3 separate regions of the Pan troglodytes genome follow, and regions 2 and 3 are each linked to region 1. A link is a contact called in public Hi-C data. All regions are on one chromosome and are shown on one strand. Each heading gives the region's core, a stretch centred on a gene start, on an enhancer-like site or on the middle of the called end of the contact. The rest is flanking DNA. Distances are from core to core; before and after follow the strand shown.

What was found. Hi-C and Micro-C count contacts between places; a contact is called where the count stands out from the background.
Region 2: a Hi-C map of stem cell-derived neural progenitor cells shows a contact between it and region 1, with 3 times the contacts expected there. The contact joins two enhancer-like sites. A contact is called at or near these places in 3 of 7 Hi-C or Micro-C datasets (induced pluripotent stem cells and stem cell-derived neural progenitor cells) and 1 of 1 datasets of contacts at active chromatin or transcription factors (stem cell-derived excitatory neurons).
Region 3: a Hi-C map of stem cell-derived neural progenitor cells shows a contact between it and region 1, with 4 times the contacts expected there. The contact joins the promoter of BCOR here to the enhancer-like site in region 1. A contact is called at or near these places in 3 of 7 Hi-C or Micro-C datasets (induced pluripotent stem cells and stem cell-derived neural progenitor cells) and 1 of 1 datasets of contacts at active chromatin or transcription factors (stem cell-derived excitatory neurons).

Annotation. Positions count from the first base shown.
Region 1 is chrX:40,691,698-40,696,256 of NHGRI_mPanTro3-v2.0_pri, forward strand. No RefSeq gene overlaps it. Among named protein-coding and RNA genes, the nearest start is that of BCOR, 90 kb to the left of the region's middle. Within about 2 kb of position 2,309, at least 13 of the 24 cell types and tissues checked have an H3K27ac peak or open chromatin away from gene starts, as enhancers often do. A contact at or near this core is called in stem cell-derived excitatory neurons and stem cell-derived neural progenitor cells, where this site is marked.
Region 2 is chrX:40,578,790-40,583,348 of NHGRI_mPanTro3-v2.0_pri, forward strand. All of the region lies in intron 1 of BCOR (BCL6 corepressor), which reads right to left. Among named protein-coding and RNA genes, the nearest start is that of BCOR, 22 kb to the right of the region's middle. Within about 2 kb of position 1,767, at least 12 of the 24 cell types and tissues checked have an H3K27ac peak or open chromatin away from gene starts, as enhancers often do. A contact at or near this core is called in stem cell-derived excitatory neurons and stem cell-derived neural progenitor cells, where this site is marked.
Region 3 is chrX:40,600,771-40,605,329 of NHGRI_mPanTro3-v2.0_pri, forward strand. It overlaps BCOR (BCL6 corepressor), which reads right to left and starts at 2,759. Exons shown (of 15, transcript XM_016947534.3): 1 at 2,437-2,759.

The sequences.
Region 1 (4,559 bases), core at 1,059-3,558:
TTAAATCTCTTCTTGCTTAAAATAGCTGGAGAGGTTCTCTCTTTCCTGCAATTGAACTCCAACTGCTGTCAGGGTAACCCCCATTTGCTCATTGATGGAATGAAACGAGATGGTAAAGCCCTTTATGTATGCTAGGTGTTTTTCTTTTTCTTTTTTCTTTTTGAGGCGGAGTCTCGCTCTGTCGCCCAGGCTGGAGTGCAGTGGCACTATCTCGGCTCACTGCAAGCTCCACCTCCTGGGTTTAGGCCATTCTCCTGCCTCAGCCTCCCGAGTAACTGGGACTACAAGCCCCCACCACCACGCCCGGCTAATTTTTTGTATTTTTAGTAGAGACTGGGTTTCACGGTGTTAGCCAGGATGGTCCCAATCTCCTGACCTCGTGATCCGCCCGCCTCGGCCTCCCAAAGTGCTGGGATTACAGGCATGAGCCACGGCGCCCGGTCTGCTAGGTGTTTTTCAAAAACGGGTCTCTTTTTTCAGAGGTGACTAAATGTGATAGAAACCCTGTGACAAGCCACCCTAATTTGTACAAGCTCTCAGCCAGTTTTACATACAGTTGCTGGGGCAGGAAACAACCTGAAAGAATTCAGATTGAGTGGGTCGCCTGCTTTCAAAGGCTCATCAGGTCCTTGTACTTATTCAGGGGGAGTTCTGCCTCCCTGCCTACCATTAGAGCAATGACTGGCACCACAGGCATGGCACAGGCAGCTGGGAAAGGTGACAGGCTTCCTGGTGTGAGCCCAGAAGGTCAGCTGCCAGAGATCCTCCCCCGTCTGTGACTGTGCTCCACCATGATCGTTACTAGTTCGTGTTGAAGTGCACTGTTTAGGCTGGGCGTGGTAGCTCATGCCTGTAATCCCAGTACTTTGGGAGGCGGAGGTGGGTGGATCACTTGAGGTCAGGAGTTCCAGACCAGCCTGGCCAACACGGTGAAACCCCGTCTCTACTAAAAATACAAAAATTAGCTGGGTGCGATGGCTCACACCTATAATCCCAGCACTTTAGGAGGCAGAGGCAGGCAGATTACTTGAGGCCAAGAGTTCGAGACCAGCCTGGCCAACATGGTGAAACCCTGTCTATACTAAAAATACAAAAATTAGCAGGGGTGGTGTCATGCGCCTGTAGTCCCAGCTACTCAGAAGGCTGAGGCAAGAGAATTGCTTGAACCCGGCAGGTGGAGGTTGCAGTGATTGCGCCACTGTACTCCAGCCTGGGCAACAGAGCAAGACTCCGTCCCCGCCCCCCCCAAAAAAATTTAGCTGGGCGTGGTGGCGTGCACCTCTAATCTCAGCTACTTGGGAGGCTGAGGCAGGAGAATCGCTTAAACTCGGGAAGCGGAAGTTGCAGTGAGCAGAGATGGTGCCACTGCACTCCAGCCTGGGTGACAAAGCAAGACTCTGTCTCAAAAAAAAAAAAAAAAAAAAAGCACGTTGTTTAATTCCTGACTCCTCCCCCAGTTAATCTCCACGTGATATTTACAAAACCTTCCCTTCCCCTCCCATGAAGAACAGGCTGACAAAGGATCTTGCTTTCTGTGGTGAAGAATGTTCTCATGGCCATGGTATTGGCTGCCTGAGTTAAGAGTTTCCAGAGAAAACAACTGAGAGGATGTAAATTGTACAGGGACAGGTTGCTTGGGGAGAAGTTCAAAAGACAAGGCTGGGCTTGGAGGACTGGGCCACCCGTGCAGAAGGGCGCTGGGTGCCGTGAAAGGAGAGGAACAGAACTGGAGAAAGGGTGTGAAAGTAAAGGGGGGATCTTGGAAAGCCCCCCAACCCTGTTCAGTGGACAGAATGCTTCTCTCCCCTCATAGATCCAACTCCCTCATCTTCCCATCTCACCCTCTTGCTGTCATTCGATTTTCTGCCACAAAATGGGGACCCTCTGTGGAGTGAGGAACCAGGCAGGTGGCCCAGGGGGCCGCCAAGCTGGGTGGAAGCTGGGCTGGGGTTGGCTGCCAGAACAATCCAGGCTCCACTCCAGCCCATCAGGGGGCTTGAGGCTGGGTGGGTGAGATAAACTGTTTCAGTGGTTTTCAGGAGCCCTAATCAATTGCGAGGCAGAGCAAAGCCCTCTGCGGACAGATAAAGCCAGTCCTGCGTCGGTGCCCAGTTGGAGTTTGTGTGGTTTGAACTTTTGTGTGGTTTGGACAAGTTCGCCGGGTTTTGCTGGGGCGGTTTATTCTGTTTCCAAACTGCAGTAGAGGGAGGCAAACGGCCCTTGGACCCTACAAGCCACTCCTGAAATACGATAGGTGGCCTGTCCTCTCTCCCGCATGGTCCCAAAGGCTCAGGGAAGAGAGGCAGGGCAGGTCCGGGCCATACCCCGCCCTCCTGGTTCCCGCCGGTGGCTCCGGGTGTAGACATTTCTAGAAACGCTCCCCTGCCCAAGGCTGGCTAGACCTTCGCGTTGGGGAGCTGAGCTGCTGCAGGTTTGATTGTCTTCTCCTGCTTCCAAACTAGAAAGACGAATGCCCACTTTCGGATTCCATCTTCTGCCGCGGACGCCTCCGGGACGCGCAGCCGCCCGGCGCAGAGGAAGCCCGGGACGCTGGGGACACCGCCTGGAGCCTCCGCGCATAGCACCGGGGCGTTTTTTCCTTCCAGCTGGAGGCTTCCCATTTAACCTCTAAGGTGCCAGAAGATCCGGATCCCTCGCGGGCAGGCCTTTGGCTGGCTCCGGGCTAGGCTGGGACCCCAGATCCCAGTGCCGCTGACGAGCACTCGGCGTGCAGATGTCTGGGGGGCTGTGCGCGGGAGAGGAAGTCTGCCCAGCGAGGTGGACGGACACTGGGCCCGCGGGGATCCATCTGACAACGCCCGGTCCCCAGGGAAGCCTGTGCGAGCCTGCGGGGGACCAGGGCAAAATAGAATCAGGAACATGTGTTGTTTGGGAGGGAAGCCGGGGCGCATGGCATGTCTCAATAGTGCTGGCACCCTCCAGGGACCTTCCTGCTTCCACAGAAGGTGGGGACGGGGAGGCGAGCATGGAGAGAGAGAAAGGGAAGTGGGAAGAAATTGGTCACGGAGGAAGCTATTTTTATGCTTTGCTACAGCTGCGTGCGTTTCTCTGACCAACTAGGCAGCGAAAATTAGACCGGCTCCGGCTGAAAACAGGCCCTAAACTTCACGGGGGGGTGGGGGTAGTGGGACACGCGCAGGAAAGGGAAGGAGAGGGGGAAATCCCCGTGGATCTGGCAAACCCCAGTGTCCCGGAAGCTGTCAATGCGCAGAGAACAAGCTCCCCTGCCCTCCCCGACTCCAGATGCCTCAACCTTCACCTTGGATGTCAGAGGCATCCTTTCCCCTCTGTGTGACATCTTGGGCATGACACAGCCAAGACTGAGGGTTAGTTCATCAGTGTCTTCTGCTTTTAGGCCTCAGAGGACTTATCCTTTTTGGCAGGGGATCAGACCTCCTGGGTGGCCTCCATCACCACTAAGTCACTTGGGCACCTGGAGAAATGGCAAAGGTCCCAAACAGGAAACCAAGATTGGGAAGTGAGGGCCCTAGAATTAGAATCTTTTGGGGTCTATGATTGTCTAGGTCAGCAGTTCCCAAAGTGTGGTCTGAGGATCCCTGTGGTTCCCTGAGTCCTTTTCAGACTGTCCTTTTCTAACTGCAAAGCTCCATTAGGCTGGATTTTCTTCAACCAAAACAATGTATCACAACGCATTGGATGCCCAAGCCACTATGAGGAAGCAGCTGTTTTCAATTAAGCCAGATATTAAAGAGGTTTGCAAAAATGTAAAAACGATGCCACTTTTCTCCCTAAACTTTTTTGTTTGTTTTGGAAAATACGGTTATTTTTTAATAAAATTGTGCTATCGATGTTACCATGCATTTTATCCATTGCTGTGTAACAAGTTACCCCCAAAACTTAGTGGCTGAAAACAACAGACATTTATTATCTCACAGTTTCTGTGGGTCAGGAATCTGGGAGCAGCTTAGCTGGGTGGTTCTGGCTCAGGGTCTCTTAGGAGACTAATCAGGGTGTGTTCCAGGGGTAGGAGCATCTCAAAGCTCAGCCGGGGAAAGATCCACCTCCAGACTCACTCATGTGGCTGCTGGCGGGCCTGGGTTTCTTGCCACGAGGCCCTCTCCACAGGGCTGCCTCGTGACAAGGCAGCTGGCTCCTCCTAGAGAGAGAAAAGAGGGCACCCAAGACAGAAGGCACAGTCTTTTTGTAATCCAATTTTGGAAGCCACATCCCTATAGGACAATAGATCTATTAGGAGTGAGTCTGTAAGTCCAGCTAGCGTTCAAGGGGAGGGAATTACTCAAGGGTGTGGGTGACAGAAGGTGGGAATTACTGGGCACCATCTTAGAGGCTGCCCACTACACATGTAATATATTCATAATTGTTATTTTTAGATCAATTAATATATAAATATTAAAAATGTTCCTGTTTTCATTTTTAATGTGGGAAATATTGACAAGACCAATATAACCAAAAGCATTTTGGAGTCCTCAATAATAAATAAAAAAGTCAAGGAGTCCCAAGACCTAAAGGTTTGAGAACTGCTGGTCTAGGTTTGTGGTATTTACAGGAGAAGTACC
Region 2 (4,559 bases), core at 517-3,016, 110 kb before region 1:
CAAGCCTAGGGGAAGGGGGTCCCCACCCCACCCCCAGGCCACCCGGGCCCCGGAGCCAGCGTTCTGAATCTGCAGGAGTGCGGGGTGCTGCGGGGAGGGGAGGGAGTCAGCGCCTGCCCCCTCCTCACTGAATGTCTGCTTTGTTCCGGAAAACAAGGGAAGCATTAGGCGGCTGCCCCCGGGGAAACACAAAACTTCTTTTTGAATCTCGGGAAGGGCGGTTGACTGCATTAAGGAGCTCCCGAGACAGAATGAGGAAGGGAAAAGCCGAGAGGGCGGGAGGAGACAGGGAGACTTCCGAGGGAGGCCGATGGTCAAAGTGGGGGGTGAAACCGCTCAGGGTGACCGGGCTGGAGACCCAGGAACCCGACTCGGCGCGAAGGTGCCGCGCGAGTTCCAGCGAGCAGCCTGCCCGGCCAAGTGGCGCCTGCCCAGCCGTCGGCCGTGCCAGCTTCCTGCCCTGCCCAGGACCGCGGAGCAGTCGGGGACGCCGCCGCAGGCTGGCCCGGAATCGCAGGACAGCGGGGGGGGAGGGGGTAGCCAGGCCGCAAGTAAACTCGCACTAGAGCTTTCTGCACACCTCCGCCCTAGAGAGGGGGCCCGGACCCCCGGTCTGTGAGGCGTCGGCTTTGGCCTTCCAACCTGGGGGTGCGCGAGGAAGCAAAGACCCAGGGGGCACCCCCACCCTCGCCCGAGGGTAGGGGACAGCTGAAATGTCTTTGGTCTTGTTTGATGACCGCTTGGCGGATCTGCTCCCATCCGGGTTCTGCCGTTCCGAGGGTGCCGGGTCAGTGATACCCAGGCCGGTCTGAGCAGGCATGTGGATGAGCAAAAGCAAATCTGTCGCTCCTCCGACCGCCACCCCTCACTTAACCTTTCCTGCATCCAAGGAAGGGGAGGGCACCCAGACTCTGCCCCACCCCCCGCGGGGCGCTCCCTCTGCCTCGGAAGCTGAGACTAAGAGCGAGGGTTTTCCCCCTTTCCCCTGGGCTCGCTGGGTTTCTAACTTCCTCTAAACCTCCCTCCTCGCTCCGAAAAGCCCCGAGGAGAGGAGCTGAGAGGAAGCACGCCGCTAGTGTGCAAAATGAAGACCATGTGTGAGGCCGGCGGCATCAGAGTGCAGCTGCGGGGGTTAGGGGGTGGCAAAGGCCCCCGCGCGGCCGGAAGCTCGGGGCCGCAGCAGCCAGTGCCTCTGCTCTGCGTTGGGGACTCGGAGCCGCAGCGAGAGGCAGTGGAGAGGCAGGGCTGGCCTCGTGGCGGGAGGCGAGGAGGGGGTGCGAGGGCTGCCGCGCCGTGGGGGGCAGGGGGCGGCGACGCAGCCCCGGCTTCCTGGGCCGCAGCTGCGACCGAGGGCGCAAGAGCAGATCGTGCTCTGCGGCGGTGGCGGCTCGGGCCCGCCGCTCTAGCAGCTGAGAATCAACAAAGGGAGGCGGCGGGGGAGGGGCGCCACCGAGCGTTCGCGGGCTGCTCTGGAATAATAAAAAATAATTAATAATGATAATAAGAGAAAAATCCCCCGGCTTTCATGGCTCTGGGTTTCCGTGTGGCTGCAGCGGGAAGCGCGCTGTCCTTGAGGCGGCCTCTCTCGCCTGGCCTGCCCGCCCCTCCCCCTCCTCGCCCCCTCCCCTCCCCAGGAACCGGGAAGAGAAAGGTCTGCAGCTGACAAATATTATCCATTCTCCCCATCGATCGCGGAGTGTACAGATGTGAGCGCTTGATGTGCCCGCGGAGCGGCGGATCCTCCCTGCTCGCTCGCTCTCGCCCAGGCTCCGCTCGCCGTCCCCCTCCTCCCCCTTTGTTCTCCTCCCCTTTCCCTCTCTTTAAATAGATTTCAGGGCGCTGCCTGTTGGAGAGCAGCTGGCGATCTCTCCCGAGAGAGGGAGCGAGCGAAGCCCGAGGTGCCCTGTCACCAGCCTCCCCTCCCCCACCTCGGCTTTTCGCTACGTCCCCCCTACCCCACCTTTCTCCAGTTTCCAAAATAGAAAACACCGGGAACACCCACGTCCACTGCACCGCGAGCCCCTGGGAGCCTTTGGACCCCTCGTGCTGTTCCTTGTGTCTGTGTCTGTGCAGAGGAAGGGGAGTGCAGGGAGGGGACCCAGGGCCGCGGCAGAAGAGCCAAGGGTCCGGATCTTTCCCTGGCAGCAGCAGGGACGCAGCGTGGGTCACGCTAAGAGGGTACAGTTTACCCATTAGGGAAAGTCGGCGGAGACGGCCCTGTTATTCCTCTTTTGCAGATGGCAGATTAATCCGGCAGCGCCCGGCCTCAAAGGGACCGGCTGCTCGGCAAAGGGTTAACCCGTCGGCCGGTAATCGTGGACACGCGCGCACACACACACACGCACGCGCGCGCGCGTCCTCTCCGCCTGCCCGAGCGCCCGCCGCGGCCCGCAGTGCGCCCGGGGCTGGGGGAGTAGCTGCGGGAGGGGAGGGGGTCGGGGGAGGGGCGGGGCGGGCTTAACCAGGCCGCTCGACTGAGCCGGGGCCACCTCGCCGTCTGTCACTTAAATGATTGTCCTCCGCTCCGCTCAGTGCGGTCAGTACGGGCTGTTAACAGGCAGTTGCAATCAGTTTCCGAAAGGTCAGCCAAGGTCCTCCGGCTCTCGCAGACGGAAGGCATTACGAAACCGCTTTTGTATCTGCAGGCACTTTAGAAAAAGAGGCGAGAAGGGGCGCACCGCAGTGCCGCGGCTGCTGCGACCGGGGGAGAGGGTCGGGGGCTGCGGAGCAGAGGAGTCCGCACCCCCGCGGCCAGGGTCAGGCGGCGTGGATATCACCCGCGGAGTGACCCAGGGCCTCCGGGTTTCGGTGGGGAAGCAGGAAGGGGGTGGGGAGCAGGCGGCAAGGGAAGGAGGAGTGGGAGGAAGTGGGAGAGGCGTCCTGGCTCCTCTCCTCACCCAGCCAACAGCCCACACCCGGACCCAGACAGGAGCGGGCGGCCTTGGACGCGAGGAGACCCCACTCGGACTCCCAGGCCCTCCTGGCGCCTGGAAGTAGGGAGGGGGTGTGGGGGGGGAAAGACCCTCGCCGAGCGAGCGAGTCCCAGCGCGGTGTCTGAAGACGCTGCTGCCGCCGCCGCTAGAAGTCGTCCATCAGCAACCAGTCCAACCTGCCAGTGATAATGTGCGATCAACACCAAATCACCCCCGCCAGGCGCGATCCATCATCGCAGCGCGCCGCGGGCCCGCGTGAGGCTGACTCGCGGCTGGGGTGGGGAGGGGGGGCGCGCGGAGCAGGAGGCGGTCGCCCAGCACACCCGGACTCTCCGCGCACCTCGCTGCCCCTCCTGGAGGCCTGCACCCAGGCGCTCATAACTCTCCAAGTTCCCCAGCTACAGAGCGAAAACCCAGTGGCTCCGAGTTCTGGGCACAGCTCACTTAGGAGTCCGCGCGTCCTCCGCGCCCTGCTGTCGTGGTCACACCCTGCAAAGCCATTCCAGCCTCGGAGCTGCCCTGCCCATCCCCTCCCCCTCCTCCGAGAAACCGTGGCTGGCAGGAAATTAATATTTAATATCGTGAAATTGATTAAAGGGCTGGAAGCCGGCGATGGGTTGGGGGGAAGGGTAAGGACTCCTAGCGTAATTAAAGATCTGAGAGTCGTGGTCGTTCCTTGTCGGCCCTGGCCGCACGTGGCCTTTGTGAAGCCGAGGCGGGGTCGGACTGGGCTGAGCCTGGCGAGCCGGGGTCAGGAGCCCGTGCAGCTTAGGCTCTGGCCCGCGCGGCCGGGTTTTTTCGGGGCGGGGGTAGGGCTGGGGCGGCACAGCAGCGGCAGGGGATGAGGAGGTAACCTTAGGGCACCCGGGGCTGCGCGCAGAGCCACTCTTCCCCTGCCCGCCTGCACCGTGGGCCACTGGAGCCCGAGGGTCGGGTGCTACAACTGCTGTCTTGCTTGTACAGCACAGAAGCGCCTTTACTGACCAGGTGGCCTCGAGGGCGCACCGCCTACCTCCCAGGCCCCCTTTCAGCAGCCTCACTCTGGGCCCCGCTTCGAGGCGCCTCCCCAACCCCTGACAGGAGTCTTCTGAGCCCCCCACGCAGCCCTTCGGGAGGGGAGTCAGGTTCACCTTTCCCCCTGCAACTTGGAAATCCTAGGGCTGAGGCGGCCCGGGGCCCCCCGCCGGTTCTCTCCTGTCCAGGCCCCAGCCTGGTACGCTCACGCCTGGGGCAGCTTAACTCGTTCAGCTGCGCTGCAGATGGGGCCTGCTGCTCGAAGCCGCTGTCTCCAGGGAGTCGTCACCGAACCAGCTCGGCCAGCCGCCTGTCGTGCCGTTTAAGGTTACCGCGCTTCCCGGGAGGGGCATCGGGACTGGACCGGGCAGGAGGTGGGTGCAGCTGAGGCTCCCTGGCCACCCGAGCTAACGCTAGGAGAGGAATTCGGTGTGCAAAAGGTCAGCGGTAACCCATTGGCCCTGGCTACAGTTTAGAAGTCGAATGGTTGGCTTGGTGGTGGGGTGACCCCAGCTCACGGAGGCCTGGCTCCAAAGGGCTGATGTGAACTTTTTCTTGTATCTGATTTTTTAGTGAAGCACTCTGAAAAGTACCAAGTGTGCAGAGGGGAGA
Region 3 (4,559 bases), core at 1,509-4,008, 90 kb before region 1:
CTGTAAAAGCCAAAACGCAGAACCATCTACTACTAACTACGGACAACCCCAGGCGGGAGTTTGCAAGGAGTAAGCAACCCTCTAATAGAAACTACAACTAAAATAATTCCTCTCTTCGCGTTCTATTAAGGTCCTGGAAGGTGGAACGCAAAGGGGACCCTGTCTTCTTAGGACACAGACTGGCTGCGCCGATAGTGCTCAGCCCCGCACCTCCTGAGCATACATTTAATGCTAGGCAAAGAGCAAGTTTCCTATCTACCGTTTGACCAGTTCTCACAGTATTTCTAATTGACTCAACGTGTATTAGATTGAAACAAAAATGATCTTGGTTGGAATATACACGGACAACCTGTATTTAGATGGGGTAAGTTCCTGCAGCTATCTGACCACATTTGTCTGGTCCCTCTGAGAATCCACGTTTTCTAGCCCGAGAAGGGGCAGGCGGCCCTCATGGCGCCTCCTTCGGCGGTTTCCTGGCGAAGCGCCCATCCTCCCCAAGCACCGGGAACGGAGGCCGTCCATATTAATACTCGCGGGCAGCCTGTTCTGACCTATACTGTCATTTTTTCCATCGGTCGGGATCGGGCTGGGGGTGGGGTGGGGCGGGGGCTCTCCTCCGAGGGGCTCAGCACGGATCGTTGGGTTTTCCCCGGCGAACTTAACACGGAGGCAAAAGGGGCAGATGGAAACCAGGCCCCGGCTGGCCCCGCGCGCGTAAGCGCGGCACTCAGCAGCTCGACGCAAAGCCAGGGCTGGATTTTCGCGGCCCGGGCCCGGCGGCCGCCCAGCGCCCGCGCGATCCTCTCTCCTTCGGGTTGAGCAAACGTGGTCGCCTAATTCCGCCCGGGAGACAGCAGCTGTGCGGCGAGAGGGAGAGAAAAAATATCGCAACTTTTCCAACAGAAAGTGTGTGCGCACACGAGAGGTGAAGGCCCACCCCGATTCTGTGCACGTATCGACACAGCATCTAATCAGTGTCACTGCCAGGAATACGCTTCCGCGGCGGGCGACACCGCTGCCCCCGCCAACCTGCAGGAGGGAGGGGGGATGCAAATGGCGTCTCGCGTCGTCCTAGACTCCGCGCAGCACCCGCTACCGCGACTCCGAGCAGACGTTGCAGCAAACTGGGGTGCAGCGTCTGGGGACGCGAACGCGCAGGCGGCCCGAGCGGTCGCAGGGAAGAGGAACTAGCACCACTCCCCGCTACGAGACCGTTCCCCGCCCCCACCTCCGGAAGAGCCGCCCTTACTCGACTGGGGTGAGGGGCGGGAAACTTTGCAAGAAGACTGTTCCGCGCCTTCCCCGCGTGGCACCTCAGAAGAACGTGGGTGGGTTTCCCGTCCGAGGCCAGACCACGCTACCCTACTTTTCCAGGCTTCGGACCTCAACCTCGTGGACTACGGGAGGGAGAGTACATTTCGGGCCACTGCGGGGGGCGGAGGGACACCAAAGACAGGCGTCTTCAAGGGTTCTGGCAGATGGCCAAGTTTGTGTCCTTTCCCTCCCACGCTAGAGTAGCGCACGCCACTTTGGGGAAGCGTGAGACCGTTCACCACCGGCCACGAGGCCACCAATGTCTTCCAGGTGGGGCCGATGGTTTGTCTGCAGCACTCCCTTCCGCCTTGCGGTCCTCGCCTGGCTCCCACAGTCCTGGGGAGCCCCCAGAGCTAGCCCGCGTCTTCCCTCGCCCGCTCTTCCGGGGGAAAGGGAGGCTGTTTGTGTGGTGTGTAGCCCCGCTCCGGCTTGCACCCCCGCGAGCCACCTCGCAGCCCTCTCCGGCCTCGGCCTCACGGATCCCCTCCCGGAGTAGCCCCGCGGGCCCCCCCGCCATGCGTAATGGGGCGCCCCTGGGACGCAGGCGGGGATGGTGGTTCCGGTCGTTCCGGGATTTGCGTGCAAGAAGAAAACAAGGCCGGCGACTACAAGAGCGGCGCCTCCATTCTTGGGGTTCAGACGCCCGCGCAGCCTCCGCGTCGGTTCCGCTCTCGCCCCGGGAGCCCGCTTCCGTGTCCCTGCCCCCGCCCCCCAACGATTCCTCGTCCCGCCCGTGCCGCACCACGCGGAGCTCCGCGCGCCCTGGCTCCCACACCGGTCCCTCCATAACTCGCGCGCCTCCCTCGCTCCGGGCTCGGGGAGCCGCTCGCTCCTAGCGCCCAGAGTCAGCCGGTTCCACCTTCGGCTGCGAGAGCCGCCGCCCCGCGCCACCCCCGCCCGGCCCGGCCCTTGTCCCAGCCCGGCTCCCCCGCCAGCTGCGCCGCCACCGCCGCACGTGACCCGCCCCCGTCGCGGCTTCCGCTGAGCTGCCTGTTCCGGAGCACAAACAATTTTTGCTCTGACGCGGGGTCTCTCGGGGGCCCTGGCGTCCTCTACTCCCTGCTCCCCACCCCACCCCACCCCCTACCTTCCGGGTAGGAGAACTCAAAACAACTCGCTGACCTTCGGGCCGACCAGCTCCGTCTTCCACTGACTCCGGCATTCCGTTCAAACCCAGCAGCCACGGCTTCTAAGATTTCACTCCGCTCTGGGCTGGGGGGGAGGGGGCGAGTTCTCCGGGAGGGGGTGTCTCAGATCGAAAGAGCCACTTCACGCTCTTTCTCCTCCTCCGAGGTGAGTTTTTAGACTATTTGGAGGCCTTGGGGAAACGCGAGCAGCCGCGTGCAAAGGAGCCCCCCCGCCTTCTCCCCGCACATGCAGCCTTGTCTAGTGTGACCCGATTTCCAGGGTCAGCAGCAGAGGGCCTGGCCAGCTTCGGAAATACCACCAAGCGGTGGACTGTGGCACCAGGCAGAGCTGGGGTGGAGGACTGTGCTAAATAATAATGGTAGCTCCTACTCCCGTGGTCTGTGCTAAGTTCTTCACAAGCCTTCCAACTTTACAGAGTGAGAAACTGAGGCATAGGGAAAGGTCAGTCGTGTAAAACTGGGTAAAGCTCAGTTACTCAGCTAAGTAAGTGACTTAGTGAGGATTTGAACCCAGGTCTCTGAGTTCAGGGTGGTTAAACATGCTGTAAGTATGTTACAGTGCATGCCTTGGTATCCACAGTACAAACCTGTCTACAAAACCCAGTGTTTGCTTGAGAGCTGTATATTTGGCGTGTAACATTGTGGCTGGCATATAGTAGGCACTCAATAAATATTTGTGGAATGAATGGGTGTCAGAATAAATGATTGACAGAATCATTGATGACAAGTGATGAGAGAAAACAGCCCTAACCATTGTTCTTCCTAAGAGGAATAAAAACCTCTAGCTGTTTTTTGAGTGTTCGCAGGTAACAGGAAACTCTTATTCAAAAATATATTAACCTCCTACCCCTATCCCCTAGCCAACCACCCTGGTAGTCATTTGAACTTGCTGGGGCACATAGCCAAAGCAGCTTCTACTTGGTCTCGGCCATTTTTTCCCAACCCTGTTCCTGTTCTGTAGGATTCTGCTCAGGGTCAGGCAGCCTGGAACTGCAATTGATGTGATTCTAAACACATAAGCAGCAGGGGAGGAGGGTACACCCGCCAAACGTGGTTCGTTGGCTTCCCTTCTACCCGCTGGTGGGGGCTCGGGGGAACGTGGCTTATATCTCTGTGGTTATTTTTGAATTCACGGACCACCCTGTGCAACTGGCTTCAACCCTCACCAGCTGTGAGGTTGCATCTCGAAGTGTAGGCAGCCATCTACTTTAACCGACAGCTCCGCGATCCCAGTCAGTGGGACCACATCTGTGATTTGAAGAGCTGCCACTGGTGCTCTGTACTGTCCTACTCCTTCTCGTGGCCCAAGAAAGGATGCATTAAAAACACTTATATTTAGATAGCTCAGTAGAATAGATGTTCATACCATATAGTGGGAGTAAGTAGGGTAAAGTTTAGAAAATCTCCCCTGTCCCTACTTCATTTTCTAAACCTTACCAGTTATCCTGTGTTACTAGTTGGGCAACCTGAAATGAGGCCAAATTCCACTTCATGTTACCTGAATGTGAACTTTCTCCTTTCCAATTTGATCCATCCAATATCTATTGACTACTATCCTTCCCTCCCTCACTCCTTCCTTTTTTCTTTCCCTACCCTCATAGTTATCTATTTTTGCTCATGTTCCTATGATTATTAATGGAGAAATGAAAATGTATATATTCTCCAAGTTACGACCCTATCTTGATTATAAGGCTGGGGTTTCTGCCACCTCTTTTTTGGGGGTGGGGGGACAGAGTTTCGCTCTTGTCACTGAAGCTGGAGTGCAATGGCGCAATCTCAGCTCACTGCAACCTCTGCCTCCCGGGTTCAAGCGATTCTCCTGCCTCAGCCTCCCAAGTAGCTGGGATTACAGGTGCGCACCACCATACCTGGCTAATTTTTGCATTTTTAGTAGAAACGGTGTTTCACCATGTTGGCCAGGCTGGTCTTGAACTCCTGACCTCAGGTGATCCACCTGCCTCGGCCTCCCAAAGTGCTGGGATTACAGGCATGAGCCACTGCACCCAGCCTCTGCCACCTCTTTTACAGTCTGGTCTGGAGTGACCAGCAAGACCTCATGACCTCAACTTGTGGCAAGCCCAGGTTGGAAGCATCTGA